Linked DNA regions of Hordeum vulgare: region 2 is linked to region 1. The links are chromatin contacts, called in public Hi-C maps. All regions are on one chromosome and are shown on one strand. Each heading gives the region's core, a stretch centred on a gene start, on an enhancer-like site or on the middle of the called end of the contact. The rest is flanking DNA. Distances are from core to core; before and after follow the strand shown. Region 1 has its middle 28 kb from the start of LOC123441389. Region 2 holds the start of LOC123442637.

Evidence for each region. Hi-C and Micro-C count contacts between places; a contact is called where the count stands out from the background.
Region 2: a contact with region 1 is called in a Hi-C map of leaf, with 2.1 times the contacts expected there. The contact joins the promoter of LOC123442637 here to the enhancer-like site in region 1. A contact is called at or near these places in 1 of 6 Hi-C or Micro-C datasets (leaf) and 1 of 1 datasets of contacts at active chromatin or transcription factors (embryo).

What each region holds. Positions count from the first base shown.
Region 1 is chr3H:20,146,956-20,154,104 of MorexV3_pseudomolecules_assembly, forward strand. No RefSeq gene overlaps it. Among protein-coding and RNA genes, the nearest start is that of LOC123441389, 28 kb to the right of the region's middle. Within about 2 kb of position 4,111, at least 3 of the 3 cell types and tissues checked have open chromatin away from gene starts, as enhancers often do. A contact at or near this core is called in leaf, where this site is marked.
Region 2 is chr3H:20,302,977-20,310,125 of MorexV3_pseudomolecules_assembly, forward strand. LOC123442637 reads right to left here and starts at 3,138. Exons shown (of 3, transcript XM_045118742.1): 1 at 2,838-3,138; 2 at 384-754; 3 at 1-289. The coding sequence starts at 3,119. The coding sequence ends at 133.

The DNA of each region.
Region 1 (7,149 bases), core at 2,861-5,360:
CAGTCGATTTTTCCGGTTTTGGAAATTTTTTAAAAGATTTCCTGAACCGGTATTTCTAGGCGAGTTGACAAACATTTATGACAATGTGAAAATTGTTTCACGTAAAAATTATTTCACAACTCATGCCACCTGAAACACCATAGTCTAATGGTGTGTCTGTATGTCATAGTCGTGCCCTATTAGATATGGTGCATATTATTATGTCTCTTATCGAATTTTCACTATCGTTTATGTGTTAGACATTAGGGGCAACCACATTCACTTTAAATAGGGCACCACGTAATTTTGTTGAGATGACACCGTATAAATTATGGTTTAGAGAAACCTAAGCTGTCGTTTCTTAAAAGTTTGGGGCTGTGATGCTTATGTAAAAGAGTTTCAGCCTAATAAGCTCGAACCCAAAATGGATAAATGCGTCTTCATAGAACACCTAAAACAGTTGGGTATACCTCCTATCTCAGATACGGAAGCAAAAGTGTTTGTTTCTAGAAACGGGTCCTTTCTCGAGGAAGAGTTTTTCTCGAAAGAGTTGAGTGGAAGTATGGTGGAGACTTGATGAGGTTATTGAACCATCGGGGCAGGCGGAATATCCTATTTGAATTTTTTGGGTCAAACTATCGGACAAACGCACAGGAGAAACGCGAGCGAGAATGATATGGGCCGGTCCATTAACAGTTGCGAGGATCCGGTTTTGGGAACATTCTAGACTTTCTTAGTCGATTTTTCCTGTTATGAAAACTTTCTAAAAGATCTCCTGAACTGGTATTTCTTTTTTTCTGTTTTTTAATTCTTTTATGTTTCTATTTATAAAATGTTTCGGAATTGGAAAAAATGTTCCGTAATTTTAAAAATGTTTTGGAATTTTTATAAAAGTGTTTACGATATTAAAAAATGATCCAAAATTTGAAAAAATGTCGCGGAATTTTAAAAAATGTTCCATAATTTGAATTTTTTTTCTGAAATTTTATAAAATGTTCCGTATTTTTTTAAAAAGTATTTTTATTTTCATAAAAATGTTTTGGTATTTGATAAAAAATGTTCCATTATTTGAAAAGATGTTTATGAATTTGAAAACATGTTCTGGAATTTTTTATAAAAATGTTTCAAATTTTCAAAAAATGTTATGCAATTTAGAAAATGTTCCGGTATTTGAAAAATGTTCCAGAATTTGAGAAAATATTCCGGAATTTGAGAAGGTGTTTATATCTGACGCTGTGGTTAGTTTTTAAAGTTTAGCGCTGCTTTTACCAGTCCAGTGCCTTGGTTAGTGACAACACATTGTAACCTGATGTTATGCGGTTGAATTTCTGATGAGGGAGCTTGTTATTTTGATTTTTTTACGTTGTGACACTGTAAGAGCGGGGCGAACGCGCGAGCATGCTAATGGGTCGGCCCATTCGGGGCTTGCTGTATGCGTCGCGACCCCAATTTGACGCAGAACGCGTTAAATAGGAGCTCCTGCTGCAGGCGCCCGTTTGCCCTCCTGGCGCCTGTAATATGTTTCATTTGAATCCTAAAGATTAATTTCTCTCCAGTTGTAGTGAAATAAATGTCATGGTCTTCCAATGAGCGAAGTAAGTTTTGAGACTTTTCTTTTATCAAAGGTTATGAAAATTGCATAGGATAGCAATATGTTCCATTTGAATCCTAAAGATCAATTTCTCTTTAGTTGTAGTGAAATAATTTTCCTTGTTGCATATTGACAAAACAGTGGGAGAACATATATGTCATAGTTAATTTAGGGTTTCTTGATCAACTCATAGGATATGAAAATTGCATAGTATAGCAATATGTTTCATTTGAATCCTATCGCAAATATTTATTCCTCTTTAGTTGTAGTGAAATAATTTTCCTTGTTACATATATTTATTCTTTTGATTCATATATGAAAATTGCATAGGATAGCAACATTTAGGGCTTCTTTTGATTCCTCTTTTGTTGAAGTGAACGAATTTTCCTTTATAGTTGCATATTATACTTGTGCCAAAATATACTTGTTATGATTCTTAATTATTATACTTCTGCCGAAATATACTTGTTTTGCAGCACTATGTAACATTTGTTCCATTTTAATTTGTTGTTGTTGCGGTAGTGAAAACACTGTCCAGTATTCATGGACTTCCTTCGTAACGGCATACGTTTTGCTAGCGTTGATATAAGGAATGACAAGCTCAAGATGAGGCACAAGTTCGGTATTGAGATACCAGCTGACTGCCACATTGATATCCAAGACATATTCAGTCTTTGAACATATGAGGACTTCGATGACTCATATGATAGTCGCCATGATCGACGAGGAGTACGCTGTTATGAAGACCAAATTCTCCTCGGATCTGCATAAAGAGTGGGAGACGACCCCACTTGACAGTATCAATATTGAGTATACAGCAAAAAATGCGTACGTTACATACGAGTTGTACCGCACGGTTCGAATCATGAACTATGGCGAGCGTCACCTCGTATATCAAGCACCACCACCATCAATTTGGGGATATTCTAATTCAGGCGAGTAATGTTCGCAAAGGCGAACACTTCGATTTCTAGATATTATATATTATGTATTGTTTGGGAATCTTTAGCTTGGATGAGTATTTTTATTCATGTCCATGTTTAAATATGATGTGAGCAATATTTTTGAAGCATTGTGATGTATGGTACAATGCCAAGTTTCAACCTTTTTAGAGTTCATTTGTAGTGCTTTTTAATTTCAGGAACATTCACCTAAAAATCATTAAATGCATGAATTATAGCAACTGAAGTTAGAGGTTAGAAATTGTTGAAATTTGAGTATGTGGCTTGGAATTATGCATATTGAATGCACAAAAAGTCTGGAGTTGAAACAAATTAACAAAAATGAAATGCCCATGTAACATCTGAGTTTCTTGCCGAAACCCTCATACTTTAAAGTAGATGGCCAAATTTGTACACGAAGTGCATTCAATTTTTGTCGTAATTTCAGGATCATTCAGTTTGTACACGAAGTGCTTTTACCAATGTATTATCGTCCAGTGCCTTGGTTAGTGAGAGCGTATTGTAACTTGATGGTATGCGGTTGAATTTCTGGTGAGGGAGCTTGTTATTTTGATTTTTTTACGTTATGACACTGTAAGAGCGGGGCAAACGAGCGAGCACTCTAATGGGCCGACCCATTCAGGGCTTGTTGTATGCGTTGCAATCCCAATTTGACGCAGAACGCATCAAATAGGAGCTCCCGCTGCACGCGCCCGTTTGCCCCCGTGACGCATGCAGCTCCCCACCTTGGGCCGGACCATCAAACAGCTACGCGTCTCTGCAGGCCCTCAAAAAGTTCACTGATTTTTGGAAAATAAAGTACACCGATTTTACAAAAAAGTTCTTCAAATGGGAAAAATGTTGACAGATTTTAAATAAATAATAATCAAATTTGAAAAATGTTTATCACATTTGATAAAGGTTCATTAATTTTTATGAAAAGTTCAGTGATTTTAAAAAACGTTCATCTTATTTGAAAAAAATTAATCATTGTTCAAAAAAAGTTCAACAAATTTGAAAAAAGTTCATCAAAATATAAAAAGTTGACCGATTTAAAAAAGAGGTCATTTATTTTGAAAAAAAGTTCATCGAATTTAAAAACAGTTCATTAAATATATAAAAAGTTCATCGAATATGAAAAAAGTTCATCAAATTTTAGAAAAAGTTCATCGAGTTAAAATAAACCATTGAATTTGAGGAAAATGTTCATCATTTTTTGAAAACGTTCATTCAATTTGAAAAAGTTCATCAATTTTGACAAAAGCATGGTGAATTTAAAAAACAGAAACGAAAAAAATCATCAAGCCAAGAAAAAAAAAGGGAAAAATAGAAGCAAAAGACGAAACAAAAACAGAAACAGAAAACGAAAATGAAAGAAAGAAATAAGAAAAGAGCAAAAGAAAATTAGTCATCAAATCGGGTGTAGTGGCACGGTGGTTACTCTATGGTAAGCCGAGTTGGAGATCGAGAGTTCAATTCCCCGCGGCGCCTGTTCCTTTTTTTCTATTTGGAACAGAAAGAGAAAATGCTGAGATGGGCCGACCCAGTGCGGGTCGAGCGCCCGTTAGCAAAATTGCGGCGCCTGTTATTTTTTTCTAGTTGGAACAGAAAGAGAAAATGCTGAGATGGGCCGGCCCAGTGCGGGTCGAGCGTCCGTTAGCAGAATTGCACTGTAACGGACGCCTAGGATTTCCCCGTGGATTCACCGGTCTATCATTGACCTGTTGACCATTGTGTTTTTGGAAAAGAGAACTCAAATAGTTCGGTGATTTTGAAGAAAGTTCATTTATTTTGAAAAATAGTTCATGCATTTGGAAATAGTTCAATAATTTTGAAAAATGTTCCCAAGAATTAAAAAAAGTTTATCAAATTCAAAACAAAGTTCACGACTTTGAAAAATAAGTTCATTGAATTGAAATAAAAGTTCATCAATTCTGAATAAAGTTTGCAAATTTAAAAAATAATAATCAGATTTGAAAATGGCCACCAAGTTTGAAAGAAGTCCATCAATTTTGAAACAAAGTTTATGGATTTCAAAAGGTTCATCACTTTTGAGAAAAAGGTTCACCACATTAAAAAAGAGTTAATGGATTTTAAAATGTCATTGATTTTGATAAAAAAACTTCATGCATTAAAAAAATGAAAAAAGGAAAAATAGAAAAAAAGAAAACAACAAAAAGGATGTAACTAATCAGTAATCAAATCGTGGTGAGATGTTTGATTGGTTACCGCGGTATAGACAATGCAGGCGGGCGGTACATAGCCATGCGTGGACACGAGGTGAGGCATACGTGCTCGACGACATGACCCGCTTATATACATGCTCGGCGTGTCGTGCCAGCTGCCTATTGGGCAGGTACGTACACACACACTCACTCTTTCTTTCATTGCTCAAGAAAAAAAAAAACTCCTCTATTCCATTCCAATTCACAGTAGCAAACCAAACCATGGTTTCTTGTTCCCACATCCCTCCTAGCCAAACCAAAACCCACGCTCAAGGAAGCCGTCGGCCATGGAAGACACATCGGAAACACGCGCTCCCAAGAGGCATAGATATGTTGGAGAACCACTAGGGGAGGGGGCAGGGTCAGGGCGGCAACGACATCGACGAGGTGCAGGGAAGGCTCGATGGCCCGGACCTCATCAGACGCCTCCCCGCCGCCTTTGTAGGCACCGCTGCCTCATCCCCACCAAGGAACGCGCCCGCACTCAGGCCCTCTCCAGTTGTTGTGTGTCCCCTTTGGTTCACATCCAACGCGCCGCTCAACCTCAGGGGAGGCCCGAGTCTTTTCGACAATGACACATGTCGCGCTGGTCTGTAGAATTCTCTTCCACCATCCCAGTCCGGCCCACCGCTTCAAGCTCCACACCCACAGCCTACGGTGTGGTTGACGGCTGCCTCCGCTCTGGGTCACCCGCCGGCCTCCAGGACCTCGAGGTCTTTAACCCGCGGTCGGAGAACTTCTCGCTGCCGTTGAGATAACATGTGGTGATGCGCTTCACGTCCACGCTCCTGGTGCTCACGCTTTGGAATGCCAATTCGGCAACCTGGCTGCGCTACCTGCTTTTCTGCGCCTCAAAAAGCTCTATTTGCATAATGTCAGTATCTCGGAGGGCCGCCCTAAAGGCATCATTTCCAGATGCACCATTTGGAAACCGTTTCACAACATCTCTAGTAGAGCCGCTAAATTCCCAACCGAATTGATTTACTGTTCACGCTAAATCGATTTTGCAGGCTATTTTCCCTGCGCAAAACAGATATCGGAAATGGCCTTGCAAATTTCATACACAGACAAATAAAATAAACTAACTAACTAGAAAAAGTTTGACGGAGGGCGGCGGCGGCTCATGGATTCACGCCAAGGTACGTACAACTCACACGCCGAGCGGTAGACGGTGTTGGCAAGGTCCTAGTGCACCTTCGCTACCTTGAAGCCTTCGGCGACATCCTCTTCCCCGGCCTCCAGCTCCTCCTTCGCAGTGAAGCGCTCCATCTCAGCTTTGCGGAGCTTCTTATTCGACGGCGAGAGCGCCTCATAGAGCTCATCTTGGCACGACCACCCATGCTTCCCGCTGCTTTAGGAGAGGGCGCCGCGCCTGCGCCGAGCGTCACAGCTCGACGGTGGGGCACCTGGAGCCACCGGCCTCTACGTTGTGACAGCCGCGTATGCGTGGCGTCCCCCATGTCCGCGACCTTCTTCCGACATGGCTGCGCTCGATTCGTCCATATAAGCTTGCCGGAGCTACGAAAAATCAATGACGGAGGGAAAGAGAATAGCTGCGGAGGGGGGCGGATCTATCCGAGAAGGGAACCCTAAAACACTCCCTCCCCATACATATAGCAACCACCTCCATATCGTTTATTTTCCCTATGCACAGTTGCATCATCAACAAGATGATTTGAATAATGTGCTAGAGTATGGCCCACTGGATCCAGTTAAATGCCTTGAGCTCCACCAAAAAACTACAAAGGTGGTGAAAGGTTGTTCGTCGACTTTGCCAAATTCTCTATTTTGAATGCAAAATTGCTAAAGAAGATGGAAATCAGAGTCCTTTACAAACGCAACGACAAGTGGACAATAGAGCTTCTCAAGATGCACGAAACTGAAGTCAAAAATGATATTTGGCGGGACTCCACTCACTATGTGCATATCCATGATTTGTCAATGGCTGGTCCCTTTGACTTGTTCTTGTGTGGATGCTCCGAAGGCCTTTCCCAAGATTGCTTTGTTACCCATTCTCGAGCGAACCAGGATTGAGGAGGTGAACACGATGGTTAAAGGTTACTAGTATTTGTGTGTTATCTTTAGTTAATACTTACTTTTCTCCTGCTCAATTTCTATTGTAAGCTGAGACCACCTCTAGGTTACAGATAAGCATAACAACCTTATTTTGCTAGACTGATATTTTTGTTTGCACTGAAAAATATACGCAGTTTTCTCAGTTTTGCTACATGTCCAAGGTATTCCGTAAATCTTTTACTCATAAAGAAAATCAAAGATTAAATTTTGTTCTCATGTCCGAGCTCTCTTTTTACTAAATCAGCGACCACTAATATGGAATACAGGGAGTAAGTATCATTAACTGGTATACATCTATGTTTTTAGTTGTTTTCCTGACCTCATTTTGTCACAAATT
Region 2 (7,149 bases), core at 1,888-4,387, 160 kb after region 1:
AATGAAATTCACTCTGCCTAGCTGCTGATACAGGACCACAGATACACTTCATACTACTGGTTTCACGGGCGTGCTAAAAGGCTAAGCTAACCAAAAATTGCGTCACCCGGCAGGGCCATCTGTTCAACCTCACTACTGGACCAAACCCTTGAGCTTGGTCATCCACCGGACGTACTCCTTGGTCTGCTTGGTGATCATGTAATCATGCATGAAGTTGGTGGTCGTCAGCGTCACACCTCGTACCTCGAGGAACTTGAACAGGCCCTTCTGCACGTTCGGAGGAAGCTCGCTGCAGTTGGGGGGAAAAGAGTGGAAAGTGATCAGCAATGGGCAGTCATAAGATGTCACAGTGGAGAAGTGAGGGCCTGAAGTGGTTTACTTACGTGAATTCAGGGCCCTCAAAGGGGAATTTCTCTGCATCAGGTTCTGTTTTCTCTGCTATCATCATGTCGTCAATGGTGATCTCCTCACGAAAGGCTGTGCAGGTGAACTCGAGGTTTGGGCCAGATCCCTTGGAGACTATCACCTTCATAGCAAGGCTACTATCTTCGCCACCCTCATCTTCATCGTCATCATCCTTGGCAGCATCCTCACCGTCAGCCTCATCATCTTCATCAAACTCAGGGTCCCCTTCCATATTGGGCATGCTGACAATGACCTCAATCTTCTCATCCTTGTAGTCCCTTTTCAGAATAACCACGCTCATCCCCTCTTCATCAACCATTTCAAAGGGAAAGTCTTCTGGAGTAGGTTCCTGTCAAAAGAATGGCAAATTAATTGAGCTAAGCAGCCTAAATATTTGCAAGACCAAAAACTGATGTTAAGCCAAAATGTGAATTGTACAGCTACATCTTGCAGAAAGTAGCAAACATCCAGTCATTTCAGGATTTCCAGGCAATAACTAATGAATATAAATGTCATTATGCATATTGCTCTCACTCCATTGTGAATCCAAGGTAATTGAAACTGGAAACCAAAGCCCTTAAAAACTCAACCACAGGTCTCAGTTATTCAAATCCAAGCTCTCATCATTAGAATGGTCAGTGAACTCATATCAGCTGAATGGTCACAGCTGCTCAGAGAAACAGCAGTCAAATATTCAGACTCGTTTTTAGCACAGCACCATCAGAAGCACCATAAAACCAGCTAAACTGCAATATATGAACGGATGGCTGTGCACCTTACATTCTGGCAAATTTAATTGATGAATATGCACAAGAAACAACGGGAAACCGAACTAATTAGTACAAACGGACGAGCGGCTGCACGCCATGCATGGAAAGAAGCACATGCAGTCTGGCTAACTGTGGCGTGCTTACTTAATCATATCTATTGTGCATAGCAAAGAAGCAATAATTCCCCTTAGAGATGGGAAACTCTCGATATTAGGCAATGTAGTGGTAAATTAGCAACGCAAGTATCGAACAACTACTAGTACACGCCTTCATCCAGACATGCAAGGTATCACCACAATTCAACAACAAAAAATCAGTACAAGCATATCCCGCATATCCCTGATGACAAACCCCCCTCTTATTCAGTCATGTAAACGTCAGACAGACTGATATTCAGTACTCCCTCCGTTCCTAAATATAAGTCTTTGTAGAGATTTCACTAGTAGACTACATACGGATGTATATAGACATACTTTAAAGTATAGATTCAATCATTTTGTTTCGTATGTAGACCCTTAGTGAAATCGCTTAAAAGACTTATATTTAGGAACGGAGGGAGTAGAAGCCTAATTATTTGCAAGACCCAGAATTGATGTTAAGCTAGCAAGTAATTTTTTATGGCTAAATGTTACACCTTGAAGAAAGTACTCCCTCCGTCCAGAATTAACCATCACTGAAATGAGTGAATCTACACACTGAAACGCGTCTCATTTCAGCAACAGTTAATTCCAGACAGAGGTTGTAGTACCTATCACACTCATTTCAGGATTTTCAAACAAAAACTGACGACCCTAAATGTCATATCGAATACTCCTCACACATGAGGCCTAAGCAGTTCAAAATTTGAACCCAAACACTCAATATATGAACCATTAATAGGACTCATTTAAATTCATACTCCATGTAATCATTAGTGTGTTACTTGTTTAATAAAATGGTTGCATGCATTGATTGATGCAGAGGCCGCGGGCTGTGATCCTCCTTTTCCAAAAAAAAAATGTAATCATTAGAATGATCAGCAACCAGACATCGGCTGAATGGTCGCATCTGCTCAGAGAAATAGCAGTTCAAACAAATCCCCAACATTTTGAACATCAATGACACTCACTTAGATTCATGAACACCAAAGAATCACTAGAATGATCAGCAAACCAGCACCAGCTGAATCATCACATGTGCTCAGCTAAACAGCAGTTCGAGAATTCAGACATGTTTTCATCACAGCACTATAAACCAAGCTGAACCGTAATCCATAAGAGGAAGGTTGCACGCCTTACATGCTGGTATGCTTAACTGGATGTGCGAGCTAAATCACAGTAGAAGCACTATATAATGCCTACTTGACAATCATAGCTACGCATCTCATCTCAACTAATTAACAGTTCATCCCTAGAGATGGGTATGACTCGTGGTGTACGTACTGTCGATGCGGTGGTAAATTAGCAACGCACGGTCCATCCCTACCGAACAATTACCAGTAAACGCCTACCATCAGAGTCAGTCATCATCCACCGCAAGGTACAACCACCGTCGCTCTGAACAAAAATTCCTTGCAAGCATCCTACACCTACACCTTGGCAAAAGCATCGCTAACTCCGGCAAGGGTTCCTCTACCGCGCACCAAAAAACCGGCCGTACAACGCTGCCGCTTAAATCCCTCACCTGCCCGTCGGTGGCGAGGTACTGCTCGGCCTCCCGGATCTCGAGGTCGATGGCGGCGGGGAGTCCCCCGGCGCCGGAGCCCTTCTTGTTCCTCTTCTTGACCTTGCTCTCCATCATGACCGGCGCGGAGTTGGCCGACCCCTGCGCCGCAGCCGCGCGCAGCGGGCGCCGGGCCGGGGACGCCCACGCGCCCACGAGCCCGCCGCGGGGGACGAACGGGGCGCGGCGGAGGAGCGCTCCGGCGGTGGAGGACGCGGCGGAGGCGGAGACGAAGGAGGCCATGGCGGAGTGGGAGGTGGGAGTGGGAATGGGGAAGGGGATAAGGCGAGGAGGGGTTTTGGGTTTGGATTTAAGCCGAGGAGGAGAGCGGTGCGCCGCCGTTGTGTGTGTGGGGGGGGGGCCCGCACGTCAGTCACGGTATAACCTCTGTTTTTTCTTGTAATATTTCCCCTTAATTAAATCTGGATAAGTATCAACCTATCTTGGGTCAGCATTATACCTGGACATAAATCGGGCCGGGTCTAACAAAGTTCGAAGCAGAATACCTAGGCATGGGCCTGATCCGACCGTCGAGCCTGGTTTTGAGTCTCATACCCGGCTTAATAGTCACAAAACCATCAGGCCTTGAGTCAGGTTTCTTTCTTAAATTGCTATGACAAGCCTGAGCCTGTCTCGAACCCGGTATCGGATTCTAAATCTAGGCCTAGACCCGGTCCGTGGGCAAGGTCGGGTTGGGTTGGGTTTCCCATGACCAGGTATAGTCAGCGTGTAGCAGAAGGTGACCATTGGTTATAATCAATGTTAAAAAAAGGGTAAGCGTGCGTGAAGCAGAAGGCTACACCTTAAAGTAATGGCCGTTTAAGCGCAGCTTAACCAGATTAAGCGTTTTTTTTAAATTAACCAAAATTTGGCTGTTATTAAATAATATGCATAAGAAAATAGAAAATATAGCACATAGGTAACTGAAAATCTAAAACAGCATATAAGGTTGAGTTTCAGCGGATCACACAAAAAGCATAAATGCATGATATTGTCTTTAGAATAAGCATATATAATATAAATGGCAACGGCAGCCAAGGAGTGGTAGCAGCAACAGCCAAACAGCAGTCTGGCCATCACTTCATCTTCAGCATCCTCGTACTCTATGTCCTCCTCCTCTGAATCTGTCTCCTCTACTTCTTCTTCGTCTGACTCAAACTCTTCATCATGGAGATCTCTAACTCTCGCACTTCGACGAAGCTCAAGTTGTTCATTGGTTCCCATAGCATCTCCAATTACACTTCAATGTATGCCATCTGCTCCCTCGTCAACATGTGGAAACGTCATGAAAACATGATCATCTCCTCCCTCAAACAAGAAGCCTTGTGCTTCAGATGCATCAGTACTAAGGAGAACATCAATGTTCTTCATGTGCTTGATCTTTTTCTTCTTGGATAACAACCTTAAGTTTGCTAGAGCTCATAAACAAATTGTTGTGTTGCTCAACTCTGGTTTGTCAGAGATTGTTGATCTTTGTAATGCGGATTGTGGAGGTTCCACCTGAGTAATGCAAAGTTCATTCGCAAAAAAAAAGAACTAGATGTACACAAGCTGATTGAGGCGATCTGTTGTAAGTCGATTTCTCCTCTTGGTATGTACTTCCTCCGTTTCTTTTACTCCGCGTATAAGATTTGGTCAAAGTCAAACAACATAAAGTTTGACCAAATTTATATCAAAAAAATATGAATATCTACTATATTAAAATTATATAGTATGAAAATACATCTCGTGGTGCATCTGATAATATTGATTTCATGTTGTGAATGTTGATATTTTTAATATAAAGTTAGTCAAACTTTACAAAGCTTGACTTTGACCAAACCTTATATGCAGACTAAAAAGAAACAGAGGGAGTATCTACAAGTGCCAATGCTACTAGTCTAAAACTAGTTAATAGGAACTACAAAGCATTGAAACAAAATTCAATTTTGAAGACTAACCGACTCAAAACAACTCCAATTTCTCTCAGAGCCGAAAGAACTTGAGGTAAAAGAAAGGGTCTTCATAGCCATGTCCTTCAGCCCTCGTGTCTCACCTCCGTACATTCTCCACCAAGCCACTGGAAAGAGAAAAAATTTCAGTCAGGAACTTGAGTACTCGATAAAATATGCAACTAAGTGAATGTTTTGTAAGTAATGACTAGCCGGGATTATAGTCAAAATTTTGGCAAGCCCTAGCAAGCTTGTTTTCCAAGGATCCATCTCTGCTTTGGAACTTGCCTATTTCATAGTTCATAACTTGATCTTGCATGTTTTCATCACCATGATAGAATGTCTCCACACAAGAATAAAAGGCTTTAATGATGTCAAAAGAATCAAATATTTTGTCATCTACATAGCTACAGTGTGGATTCAGAAAAATATGCAGGCAACTGCAATGGGGCATCTAGCCTATCTTTCATCTTGTTTTCAACTATAGCCAACACATCTTTGTAGCGCACCTCGAAATAACCAAAGGCCTCTTTGATTTCCTTCTTTGCCTTCACAATCTCTCCATACACCTAGCCCATTGAGGGTCGTGCATCACCATCAACCAACTGGAGGACCTTTACCAACAGCTCGAACATCTTGATGCAGAGATTCACACCCTTCCAGAAGGGCTTGTTAAGAATTATGGTTGTAGCATCCTTGCCTTTCTTTGGGTGCAAGTCCTTGATCTTGTCCCACTTAAAGGATACCACCATCTTTCTTAGTGAATCAACCTTGTCTGCAAGGCTTTGCAAAGTGAGGAATTGGGAAGCAAATCTGGTTACTCCCATCCTTATGATTTCTCTCTTCTTGGTAACTTGCAATACATATTAAAAAACAAGGACGGAGATAAAAATTATGACATATTGATGTCATGAAAGTAAAAGTTATTTTCGGTTGAAAAATGTTTTCTAGCTCAACTATTTTGTCAACCCAGGATCAATTGGATCTAGGAACTTTTTTTCTTCTGTTGATTATTGAAAATCGACGAGAGCTTTGAAACTATGACTCACTTGAGCATTTTCGATAAAATGAATTTGGACTCTTTTCTTTACCACGTGGTAATGCAGTACGTAGCCGCCATCATGTTATTTTTAACAAGTTGCCACACCATCCGATAGGCATATTACCAACACGGTGGCAATTGTTGCCAGACAACTGCCAGACAATGTTATAAGTGCATCGACATTACCATCATCGACGCAGTGGAACCGAAAATGGCATTGATCTCTCGAACTAAACCTTATAAGTGCATCGACAAATTCAAATGCGACAACCTTAATACTAATGCAGTTATAACTTCAGACCTCATTGGGGTGATGTCTTCTAAGGTGGAAAATGTATGAACATCTTATGTAGGATCTAGTTTTAAAGCCTGGTGGAAACAAACTGAAGTATCGCAACAGATCATAGCTCAGGTACACGGCTTAAGAGTTTAAACATTTTGAATTTTAAGAAATAACATTTAAAGTGATGGTGCCTTTGCTTGCGACAATTCCCTATGCACCATTTGTTTTATTCTATCGCAACTCGGAACCTCACGCTCTAACCCAATTGTGTGTATCGTGATGAGCGCTAAGTCTATCAAACAACAAATTGGCTAGGTGCGCTAAGTTTATTCAAATAAAATATAACTGGTAAAAAAAAGATATTGTCTCTTCATTTTTGTACTAATATTTGTTTTGAAAGTGTGCTAGTAAAAAGATTGTTTGTATATCACTGTAGAGAAAATTACCAACATTGATAAATATGAAGTTGATATCGCCAAATCCACCGCGAGATATAATTGTGTGATAATTATGTTTTTATACTAAATTAAAGCAAAGTATTTGTAAATAAAATAATATCAAAAGTATCACACTGAAGACAATATAAAATGAAGATAAAATGAATTAATGTAAAAGATCGAGTAGAATTTACTCTTGGGCGTGTCGTACTTGGTGTACTACACCAGGAAGTAGTCGGGCCTTGCAATGAGGCAATAGTTTCTCGTAAGGATTTCGGATCTACAACCGAATAATTTCAGGCTATGTTATACTATAATTCATACTCCCTCCATTTTATAATATAAGACGCTTTTTGACACTACACTAATGCAAGAAAACGTCTTACATTATGAGACAAAGAGAATAGCTTTCTGTAAGGAAGACCTTGGTGGTAAAAGCTCACGAGGAAGGAGCAACTATGGAAAGGAAGGGCGCGTGTGCCCCGAATGAAAGGATCAAATTAAATCAGCAACAAGAAAGGAAACCCCCACAATTGCTTTACTTGCTACGCGAACAAGTAAACCATGAGCATGTATATGC